2 separate regions of the Drosophila melanogaster genome follow, and region 1 is linked to region 2. The links are chromatin contacts, called in public Hi-C maps. All regions are on one chromosome and are shown on one strand. The core of a region is the stretch at or near the end of the contact, and the rest is flanking DNA. Distances in the headings are between cores, read along the strand shown. Region 1 holds the start of lncRNA:CR43853 (long non-coding RNA:CR43853). Region 2 holds the start of Cog8 (Component of oligomeric golgi complex 8).

Evidence for each region. A called contact is a pair of places that touch in the nucleus more often than the background predicts.
Region 1: a contact with region 2 is called in a Hi-C map of the Kc167 cell line, with 2.2 times the contacts expected there. The contact joins the promoter of lncRNA:CR43853 here to the promoter of Cog8 in region 2. A contact is called at or near these places in 3 of 107 Hi-C or Micro-C datasets (the Kc167 cell line, the S2 cell line and embryo).

Annotation. Positions count from the first base shown.
Region 1 is chr2L:15,118,125-15,123,254 of dm6, reverse strand. It overlaps lncRNA:CR43853 (long non-coding RNA:CR43853), which reads right to left and starts at 3,472. Exons shown (of 2, transcript NR_073777.1): 1 at 3,426-3,472; 2 at 2,436-3,375.
Region 2 is chr2L:11,495,693-11,500,707 of dm6, reverse strand. It overlaps Cog8 (Component of oligomeric golgi complex 8), which reads left to right and starts at 1,760. Exons shown (of 5, transcript NM_135659.3): 1 at 1,760-1,898; 2 at 1,969-2,441; 3 at 2,500-2,713; 4 at 2,797-2,978; 5 at 3,037-3,904. The coding sequence starts at 1,826. The coding sequence ends at 3,807.

The sequences.
Region 1 (5,130 bases), core at 2,223-4,722, 3.6 Mb before region 2:
AAGCTAGAAATCGCTTAAGGTCTTCGTTTTATCAATTTTCTTAGCCTGTTCTTCATTTCCCCATTTGTTTTAGCAGTGGCTTGTGCTTTTGAAATTGCCGATGGGATTTTAATTAAGTTTACGTACACAAAGTTCACTAATCGAATGATTTTTTTAAGATTCAGCCAGTTATCAAGAGACAAATTAACAATATATGTTTAAAATCGTTTTTCCGTACTTTCAAGTTGTTTAGCTTAAGGGCACTATTGAACGGAGTTCTTTATTAGCAAGTATAAGATCATGTTTTGTTGGAAAATACTATGAATACAGTTTTAATTGTTTTAAATATTTTTTTTCCGGTAATGAAATTACATATAAATTAATTTCCGTATGGCATAGCGCCTATATTTAATGACTCTTTCGTTGCAGCATATCATTTCGTTAAATTGTAAATTGTCACAGATATTTGATTGAAACTACAATTAGAAAAAATTAAATATCAAATTGATTTCAAATCTAAAACTACTAATTACACTTTTTGAATTATTTTAACCAGAACACCCTCTGTAATCGACGTGCATATATGGGGGTCGAGAGTCCCCCAGAATCTGTTAGTATATGTAAATACATATACATATACATATAGATGCACTACTGTATCCCCGTTTTCCATTCGTGTGCGCCCGGTTGGAGCTGCTCATTTTTGTTATTTTTATTGTAGCTCTGATTCGCGCTTTATTGCATTATAATTGAATCTTGGAGCGCACAACTAACGCAGGAAACGTTGGCTGACTGGCCACCGTTTCCCGTCCCAGCTGTTGCACTTAATGCCAAGTGTTTAAAAAAGCGATGGGGTAGAGTGGGGTGTTGGGGGAGGGAAGTGAAAAGAGAAAAGAAGTAATATTTACTTACTACCTCACCGTTCGACATCCACCATACACCACCCACCGTAGGATATGGTTGCCTTGGTAGGCACTCCACTCGACTACACTCCGTTCCACAGCCTGAGTTTTTCTCGCCGCTCATTTTCCTTATTGCCAGTGAAATGCAATAAAAATTGTTTTCCCATAGACGCTGGTGACGGCGGCTAAGCAAATGTTGTTGGAAATGAGCTATAAAAACGGGAAATTGTATTTTACAGTAAATTTCTGCAACACACAAACTAGCTAGCTAGCTAGCGAACAGGCTAGACCTGTCGTTCTGTCCTGTAAAACCAACCAAAAAAAAAAAAAACCACCTACCCACCTACCCCGCATCCACCACCCACATCCTGTGACCTTCGGCCCCCCACTAGCCATGTCGACGCTTTCCATGCTGCTGTCGCAGATAATCCGCTGCTGAGTTGGCTTGTCTTGACTTGGCTTGACATTGGCTTTGGGTCGTCGTACCGCTCCGCTTCCATTTTATGAGGTTCGAATCGGGTCTGAACGAAGCCCGAGCCCCGCTCCACCACCACCCCCCTTATCTAACGTGGCTTTATAAGCTGCCAATATTAAAATGATGACAAGTTTATGGCAAAAAGGCAAAGGCTTCGTCGGGTGAGGAGGCGGCGGAATATTGGAGGAAAAAAAGGAAATGCAATTCATGGAAAGCTGATGTCTCGTGGCTTTATTTATAAGCAACCCATTGCGAACCACCCACACACAGCCTTGAATGAATGAGAATTATAAAATTCCATGCCCTTTCGCTAAATCTGATCAAGGATACACGAATAACTCGGTGACATTTGAAAATGGTAAAAAAGTTAGTTCGAGGAACTAACAAAAATTAAATGTTTTAAATTTATAACAAAACTCAGCATTGTAAGAGAGTACCTAAAAAATAACAGAAATCGTTTTTGGTGACCCACCAAACTATCTGCTGCTCCTTGAAAAATATACGTACTTCGTATTTGGTTCATTTCCAAGTTCTCTCATTGCATCTCGAGTGCAACAAGGATGTCTGCGGGAAAAAAGAACGAATTACATAAATAACTGCGCTGTGTTTGTGCCATTTTGGTCGCCACATTTGAATAAAATATGAATAAAAACCGAAATGCATTTAGTTGGATGGCGGAAGGGAGTCTAAGGTGGGGTTACAGCGACAGATAGATGGTGGGTTGCCGCCGGGTTTTGGCCCTTGCAGCACCCATTCTCCAGTTACTCACAAGTGGCTCGACCAGTTTGTCACCTTTTCGCTATAGAAATGGTCTCATAGAAAGACGAGACTAGTCCTTGCAGCGCGCATGCACTGAAAATAATACATAGTTGGTTCCCTTATATTCTATATGGATTAAATGGAACATTTTTAAATGAACTTCTTAATTCCATGAAGAATTTCAATGTTTTTCATTTGATTTTATAACTCTTGCGATTGGTTCTATAAAAATTGTTCTTTAACTGAACTCTTAAGCATTAAGCATTTAGCTTATAAATTTAAAATAAATTTTAGTTATGAATGTCAATTTCAATTTTTTTCAGTCTCTGCGATTACCTCGATATTCCCCTGGAGCTCCATCTTTCCATGTAGATACGATAATATTTGCATTCAGTCGGGCCTCCTTTCCTCAAACTCCCGCCCCCCCTATTACCATTCCAGTTGCAGTCTATTTCCTTTTTTTTTATTTCGCTGTCAAAACGTCAGCAATGTCGTCCTCTTACTCTCGTCCTGGGCCTCGACCTCATCCCGATTCCGCCCAGTCCAGGCCGTAGTCCTGTTCCTGGTCTTAGTACCCGTCTGGAAATCGTTCCGGAGCGCAGCGTTCGCCTGGCTTAATTTTGGCTAGGGAAAAGTGCATAAAAAATCTGCGGCGAATTTGCAATTTGAATTCGACTCTCCGAACCCGTCGTCTGTGACCCTTTCCTGCTCCTCGCTCCTTGCTCCTAACTCCTGCCCTTTTGCATAGGTATGGACCTATGTATGTGCGCTTGTGTGCCTGTGTCTCTTTTATTGAGCCCAGGACATGGTCGTCGTCGTCGTCGTCGTCGTTTCGGCTTGGAGGCCATTTTCTTCAGCATTTGCCGCTCGTGGAAGCCGCCGCTTGTCGAGTAGTCTTGGCAGGCAGTCAGGCGGCTATTTAGGAAGTAATTTTCGCGCTTTCATCGCAACTTTTTCTGTGTCTGTCTGCAGATCTTTTTGGGCACGTTATTTGTGCTCCTTGATGCTGGTGGTGCTGCTCCTTTAATGCATTTTTAAAAATGCCAAAATGCGCAAATTGAAAGCAACGCGCCGTCTACCCAAACCAACAGCTCAGCGTCACTCGGCACCCATCTTTTGCACTAGTCCCTCTTCCGATTCTGTGGTCGTCTGCTTTTCGCTTGGGTCACGTCCTCGCAGGACGTAGGACATTCTTTTGGAGCGATGTGAGAGGTGGGGAGCTGGAGTATACTGGGCCACACGCAGGCATAATTTCAGCCACTGCACTCAGACTTAATGAATATTTTAAGGACAGCTTTCATATTACATACCACTGCATATGTTATATGTGTTATATAAGATAGATGTATGATAAGCTCGCCCAGGACAAATGTCACAAATGAACGTCAAATGCTTGTCAAGTTACTATTTTTGGGCAACAGAAAATGTCAAAGTTCCTACTGGAGTGCCTTAATTTGAGGTAACTGTTTTGGAAACCTGGCAGTTATGTAAATAAATTGATGTCTGTATATTGAAATATATCAATTTTTAACAGCATATTTCCGTGTAAACTACTAATCCAATGCATACTTAAGCCCAAACAAGTAGCTATAAATTTAAAATGATTTAAAAAACCTAATTGAATAGACTTTGCGCATTTGTGACATATTAAAGCGGTTTCATTAATTAATTGGTGCTATACAAGCACTCGAAATTGGCAGTAAATAATAGCACATAAGCCCATATTTTCACACACCATCAAAGTTAGCTTACGAATATCATTTAAATCCACACTTATCTAACCGCAAAAAGTAATTTCAAACAATTAAAATTCGGTGTTGGTTTTAAATTATATATGATAAATAAATACTTGCATTCATTTTGAAATTGTTGGAATGTTGAATGGCTCAAGTATCGTTCGATAATAGCATATGCCCGCACATTTGCCATTCCAGTTTTATTCAACAATATGTTTTTTTTTTTGGTTTTTTAATTTTTTCTCTTGCCATAACACATAATTAAAATTACGCACACACTTTATACACATAAAATCCAACCTACACTCCCACGCACATGCAGCGGTTACAATTGACCCAAAATGAACTCTTTCCCCTGCAATCTCGCCGGTTTTTGGAGCAATAATCCCCCTGCCCACAGATGCCAACCACAATTTAATCTCCCTGGAATTATTTTCCCCAGCCCATCTAAAGAGGCAGTTTCTCCTTGAAAGCGTTCTTTCTTTCTGTTTCGTTCATTCTCGGCCCTCCTTGACGTGGGGGATTGCCTTGTATTTGTTAATAAACTCCCTGGCAGACTAAATTCAAATTACGCACACATCTTGAGATGATTGGGGGTGGTGGCTGGTGGGTGGATGGCATTTGGTGGGTTGCTGGCAGCCATTTCGCTTATAGGCTGCTCATTATGTCAGGTCTATATTCATATACGACTTGCGTTCTGCCTCTGGATCCGGCCCAAGCCCCGCATCCATTGCGTTCCGGCGGAGTGCGTGAGTTGGCCTCATCCGGGGCTCTCATCCCTCGCCGCTCTGACTTGTCGTAACATTTCATCTTTATTTTGGCATTATTCCCCAGGCGCCGCTTATTGTTTTTCGTGAAAATGGCAACGGCAATGGCAACAAATTAGAGGCCTGTGCCCATAGCCCGAAACGAGATGGCAACGAGTTCGGCTTGTGGGCAGTCCGGGGGATGTTTGCTAGTTTCCTCGACTACCAGGATGGATCAGCAGGTGGAATATCCCTTGAGCACCTCCACTTGGGTTGTTTTCATTTCCGCGCCACTTTAATTATCTAATGGTGAAGCATGACGTCCTATATATTTATATTTTAAATTTGAAATTATTTCTGTTCTAAGCGAAGTAAATTCCAAAATTACTTCAGTTTGAAACAAGCGACCGTTAAATAACAACGACTTACAGCACTGAATACTGACCACTGTTGAAAGCTAATTGCTGCAACATACAAGACATTGTGTTCCATCGCGACATAAATTTGAAATTAAGTTTATAAGACCTTTTATC
Region 2 (5,015 bases), core at 511-3,010:
CTTTGTTTTGATTCATTTGCGGCCGCTGGTGTTGCAAGTGTTGTTGCTGCTGCTGTTGCTGCTGGCGAGGATTAGACGCCTCGTCGAGAACAGAGAGCTTGTTTTGGCGCGCATCTTCGGGACTTGATTGCGGGAACTGCACTTAGCGAGGGCTGACTGTGTAATGTAATAAATAAATATAAATAAATACCATAAGCCATCGAACAATATATATATATGTTATATTTTCTTACGTTAATGTTTTTTTCATTTTATATACATATTTTTATTTTATTTGTTTGTTTTTTTTTTAAATTATTTTATAGTGATATAAATTTATACTATACTATGTAAATGCATTTAATTACTAATTTTAGTATCTATAAGGCGGTGCATAGCAACTTTCGATACTGTTTAAACCACCTCCGCTGACAGCAAAACAAAAAACTGTTGAAAGCGGTCTGCTGTCCAGTCTAACCGCGGTTTAATTATCGTTGTGTGTTTATTATGTCCTCGCCCGCCCCCCTAGTCTGCCCACCGCCCACTATCCACCTCTATGTCTCTCCCGCCCGTCAGCTCCGCCCACGAGACGCCGCACGAACAATATTGTAACCGCTCCTCATCGTCCGTTTTTTATTGGCCACGAAAACTCCCATTGAGTAAGAGTTGCGCCACCAGGTGGTGCGGTGGGTGGTGGGGCGGTGCGGATTGCTTGGCGGATGTAGCTAAGGTCCAGCAGTGGAGTGGGTGGTCGCTGATGGATTTTCCTGCCTTTTTCCGCTCCCTTTTCTGACCGCAAAAAAAAAACTGGTTTTCCCCCAAACAATTGCCAAATAATTGCTATTGCGAAATATTGTGCAAAAGCGGCTGGCTCCACAGCATTCATAAGAAAAGTGCCTAAGTTTGCAATAATGTTGTATCTTACGGTTAAGTTAAAATATCTATGATATAGCCCATGCTAAATCATATCATTTTGTGTGAGTGACACCCGAAATAAAGGAATCGTATCAGCTAAGTGCCATCGATATTTGGGTCAGAGCAAGTGAAAGTGCAAAAATAATAACTGTGGCTGCGGTTGCGCCTGAGAAGCAGGTTCACTTCACTCCAGTTGAGCGCTTTAATCGGAGGTCTGGGCCAGGAAAGTAAAGTGCGTATCGAAACTATAAGACCAATGAATGAATGATTCGAATGTTATAATCTAATCCATTAATATAGCTATTTCAATCTTATTCATAGGGAAAAAGAAATCGCGTTTCTTAGCAACCTTTCATCGTTACTTAAATTGTACTAAATAGCTTCATTGTTCCCTAACAATTAACTTTCATTTAATGGCATTGTATTTTAAGGGACTGATTCTTTAAATTATATAACAATTAAAACTTTTAATGCCATGTAAAAAAATTGTACTTTGTGCAGCCCTGAGTTTTAAAGATGTATAGATTTAATGTAAATATATATATTTAAATTTAACAATTAAAATATATTTTAAAACAAAAATCATATAGCTAAATGTTTGAAAAGACGTTAGGCGAGTTTCATATTGGTCAGCTTCTGTCAGACTTCATGATTGAATTTTTAACACTACTTTTCTCATATGTGACTTTATCGCAACCATTCCAGAGTAAGCTTAATTTTTAAAATGCGTTCTATAGAAAGCTTTTTCGGATTGTATTGATCTTAGAATCTAGAAAGGTGCCTAAAATGGTTTTAAATAGCAATAAAAGAAAATATTCGCGGCAATCTGGCAGTACTGGCTACCGTCGATCTGGTAGCACGAACCGCACGAATCAGCTGTTTTTCACAGACGTCAACAAATTGGATAATTTTTGATTTATAATTGAAAACAATGGACTTTCCGGACAAAATGGATTTGGAGAACGAGAGGGTACTGAAGCTGATATTCCCCGACGGTGTGCCAGGTGAGTGCATCATTTAAAGCCGCCGGAATGGGCAGATAACTTATGTTTCGTGTTCCAAACGCATCATCAGACAATCTGCGTGGCAATCCGGAGCTGGATAACTACCTCGCCAAACTGGGTACCTGCAAGGTGGAGCAGCTGAAGAAGGAGCAGACGCGACTGGCGGAAGAGGCGCGCACCATTCTGGAGCAGACACAGGATCTGGCCATCTCCAACTACAGAACTTTCATCACCACCGCGGAGAACTCGCGTTCGATTTTCAGCGAGTTCCTGCGATCGGAGCAGCAGCTGGACACACTGGTGTCCAAGCTTCCCGACCTCAGTGTCCAGTGCGAACGCTTCCTGCAGGACTCCGCCGAGCTGAATGAGCAACGGCGACTGAATTCCATTACCCTGCAAAAGAACGCCCAGTTGCTGGAAGTTCTCGAACTGCCGCAACTCATGGAGCGCTGTATTCGCGAGGGCCGCTACGAGGAGGCTCTGGAACTGGCCGCCTACGCCACCCGCTTGGGCCAGCACCAGGGACACATTCCCGTGGTCACAGTGCGTTATCATTGAGTTTGATTTTCTTCATTCTCCTTTATTAAGCGAATACTTTCAGAGCATTGTGCGCTCCGTGGAAGCCCTGTGGCACAACATGCTGGTGCAGCTGGTTGCACAACTGCGGACGGATCTCCAGCTACCCAAGTGCCTGCAAATCGTGGGCTATCTTCGACGGATGCAGGCATTCGGTGACAACGAACTGCGATTGAAGTTTCTGCAGGCAAGGGACGCGTGGTTAACTTCTTGCCTGGAGGCCATACCCACTGCAGATGGTTAGTGTGAAGCTCAAAGAAGTAGCAAAAGGCGCTTCGGACCACAGCAATGAAACTAACAATTTTCATCTTGCTCTTTACAGCCCAGCAGCATCTATCGAAAACCATCGAGATTACTCGCATAAATCTGTTCAATATAATCACCCAGTATCGCGCAATTTTCCCGGAAGACGAGGGCACTCTAAAGACTCAGAGTTCTTTAAGACCGCTGCAGGGCGTCAGCTGCAACGGTGACAGACTTTTTCAGGCCTGGCTGCACAATAAGGTTGCTACTGCTTGACTGGTTTATTTCTTTGCATACTACTTTCTGTCTGTTTCTTCAGATCAGCGACTTTCTGCAGACTCTGGAACGTGATCTACAGCTAGGAGTTGGCTCCGTCGAAACAGTGCTTGGGCAGTGCATGTACTTTGGGCTGTCGTTTAGCCGTGTCGGCGCTGATTTTCGTGCCCTTATGGCTCCAATTTTCGTGGGCGTGATCCGCCGTCGCTTTGAGAGCAGCGTGGAACAGGTCGACGAGCAGTTCGAGCGGGAACTGGAGAGATTCACCTTGATCAACAAGGTGGCGCTGCACTCTCACGCCCGCAAGCAGGTTGATCCCGAGCAGGAGTCCTACGCGCCGCCCGAAGCTCTATTGGATTTCTATCCCCTGGCCGCTTTGTGCAATGGCTATCTGAGCGCGTTGAACGAGCTGCGTCTGTGTGCTCCCTTGGCCTTGGCCACCGATGTTACCCGCTGTCTGCAGCACTCCCTGCAACAGGCTGCTCAGCGTGTGCTTGCCTTTTATCGGCAAGAGCAGCAGGCCTTCGCCGGCAGCGAACGAGAGGCATTTGTTCGGCTCTGCTCATGTCTGGCCTACGACCTGGTACCCTATATTCAGAGGTGCATCCATGGAGTCTTCCCCCCGCAGTCGCTAACCGTTCACTTGGGCATTAGCTTGCTTCAGCTGGAGCAACAGCAGCTCACCTACTTGCAGCAGACTCGCATTCTTGAGCCCTTGAAGCACTTACTGCCGACCAAGGCACTGGTGCAGCCCCAGGATAAAGTGATGGAGGCTAAGCCAAGCGCTGGGGTGCCTGTCACTGCCGAGGGATAAAGCAGTCCAACGCAATATTAGTTGTTAAATATATTCCAATATTTATAAATATACCTACCCTTAAAGGCATAAAGTTTAATTATACTATAAACTTTTGAAAAACGCAAGGAACTTCATTTAATATGTTTCAATACATAATCTTAATTAGAATCGAACTTAATGTATGGTTTACCATAATGCTTCAGCTTACCTGATGCGGTATAGTTACCTGCATAATAACAAATCCCCAAACCATTTATTGATAGACACCCAAAACAGCCTATTTAGCAAAAGGATGCGCGGTTCTTCCACTAAATCGTTTTCCTAATTTTACAACTTTTCCGGCGAATAAATTCGCGAATGGTTTTCGAGTGGCGGTGGCCTTTGTTCCGCCTGTGCGCTGACCCACTGGGGAGCCCCATTTTACTGCGGGTCGCGAGAGTGTAATAATATTTTTACTTGTGCTACGCCCGACGATCAAAAAGCGGCTCGTTGCGGTTGTCCACCGCCAAAGCCAAAGCCAAAGAGTTGCAATCAGCTCCACGGACTCCCTGCCATCCGAATTTTCCCTCACTGAGAAGCGTCGACATGGCAGGTCGGATTGGGCAGTCCGGAAAATTGGGCAAAACGACGGGGTGGTGGTGGCAATAGTGCCGCGTCTATAAGCAATTTCGCGAACAATGACTAAATTTTGGGAAAAGCGAGCGACTTTTGTTGCTGTTGTTGTTCCACTGCTGTTGCATCTGAACGAATCTGAATGCAACGCAGTGCGCCGAAAATTGGAAAACATGGCTGCTGAATGGACAACTGGTGGAGATGGAGCATTCCACGTACGGATGCACTGAGCAAATCAAGGAAAACAAGATTTATTTTTAAGAAATATTTTAATGTAACCTAAACTTAATCCAATAGTGGCATTGATACCTTTAAATGCGGCATCCGCATTTTCTTGTGGCAAGATCATGCGTTTAGAACACACTTTTTCTGCGAGTGATTGAGAATGGGAATAGGACATGGAAATAGGCATACACTGCTAGGCATTCGGCGGCGACTCATCGTTCAACGTCAGCGCCGGATGCGTTTGTGGCCACGGCCTTTGTGGGAGTTCCGCTTTTCGATTGGGGGAATGGTTCCAAGGGAGTGGCTCACTGGGGGGGTATAGGTGGTGCAGTTGGGGACTTTGGACTGGGGGCATCTGTATTTTTAAGTCCACCACTAAATACAAACGA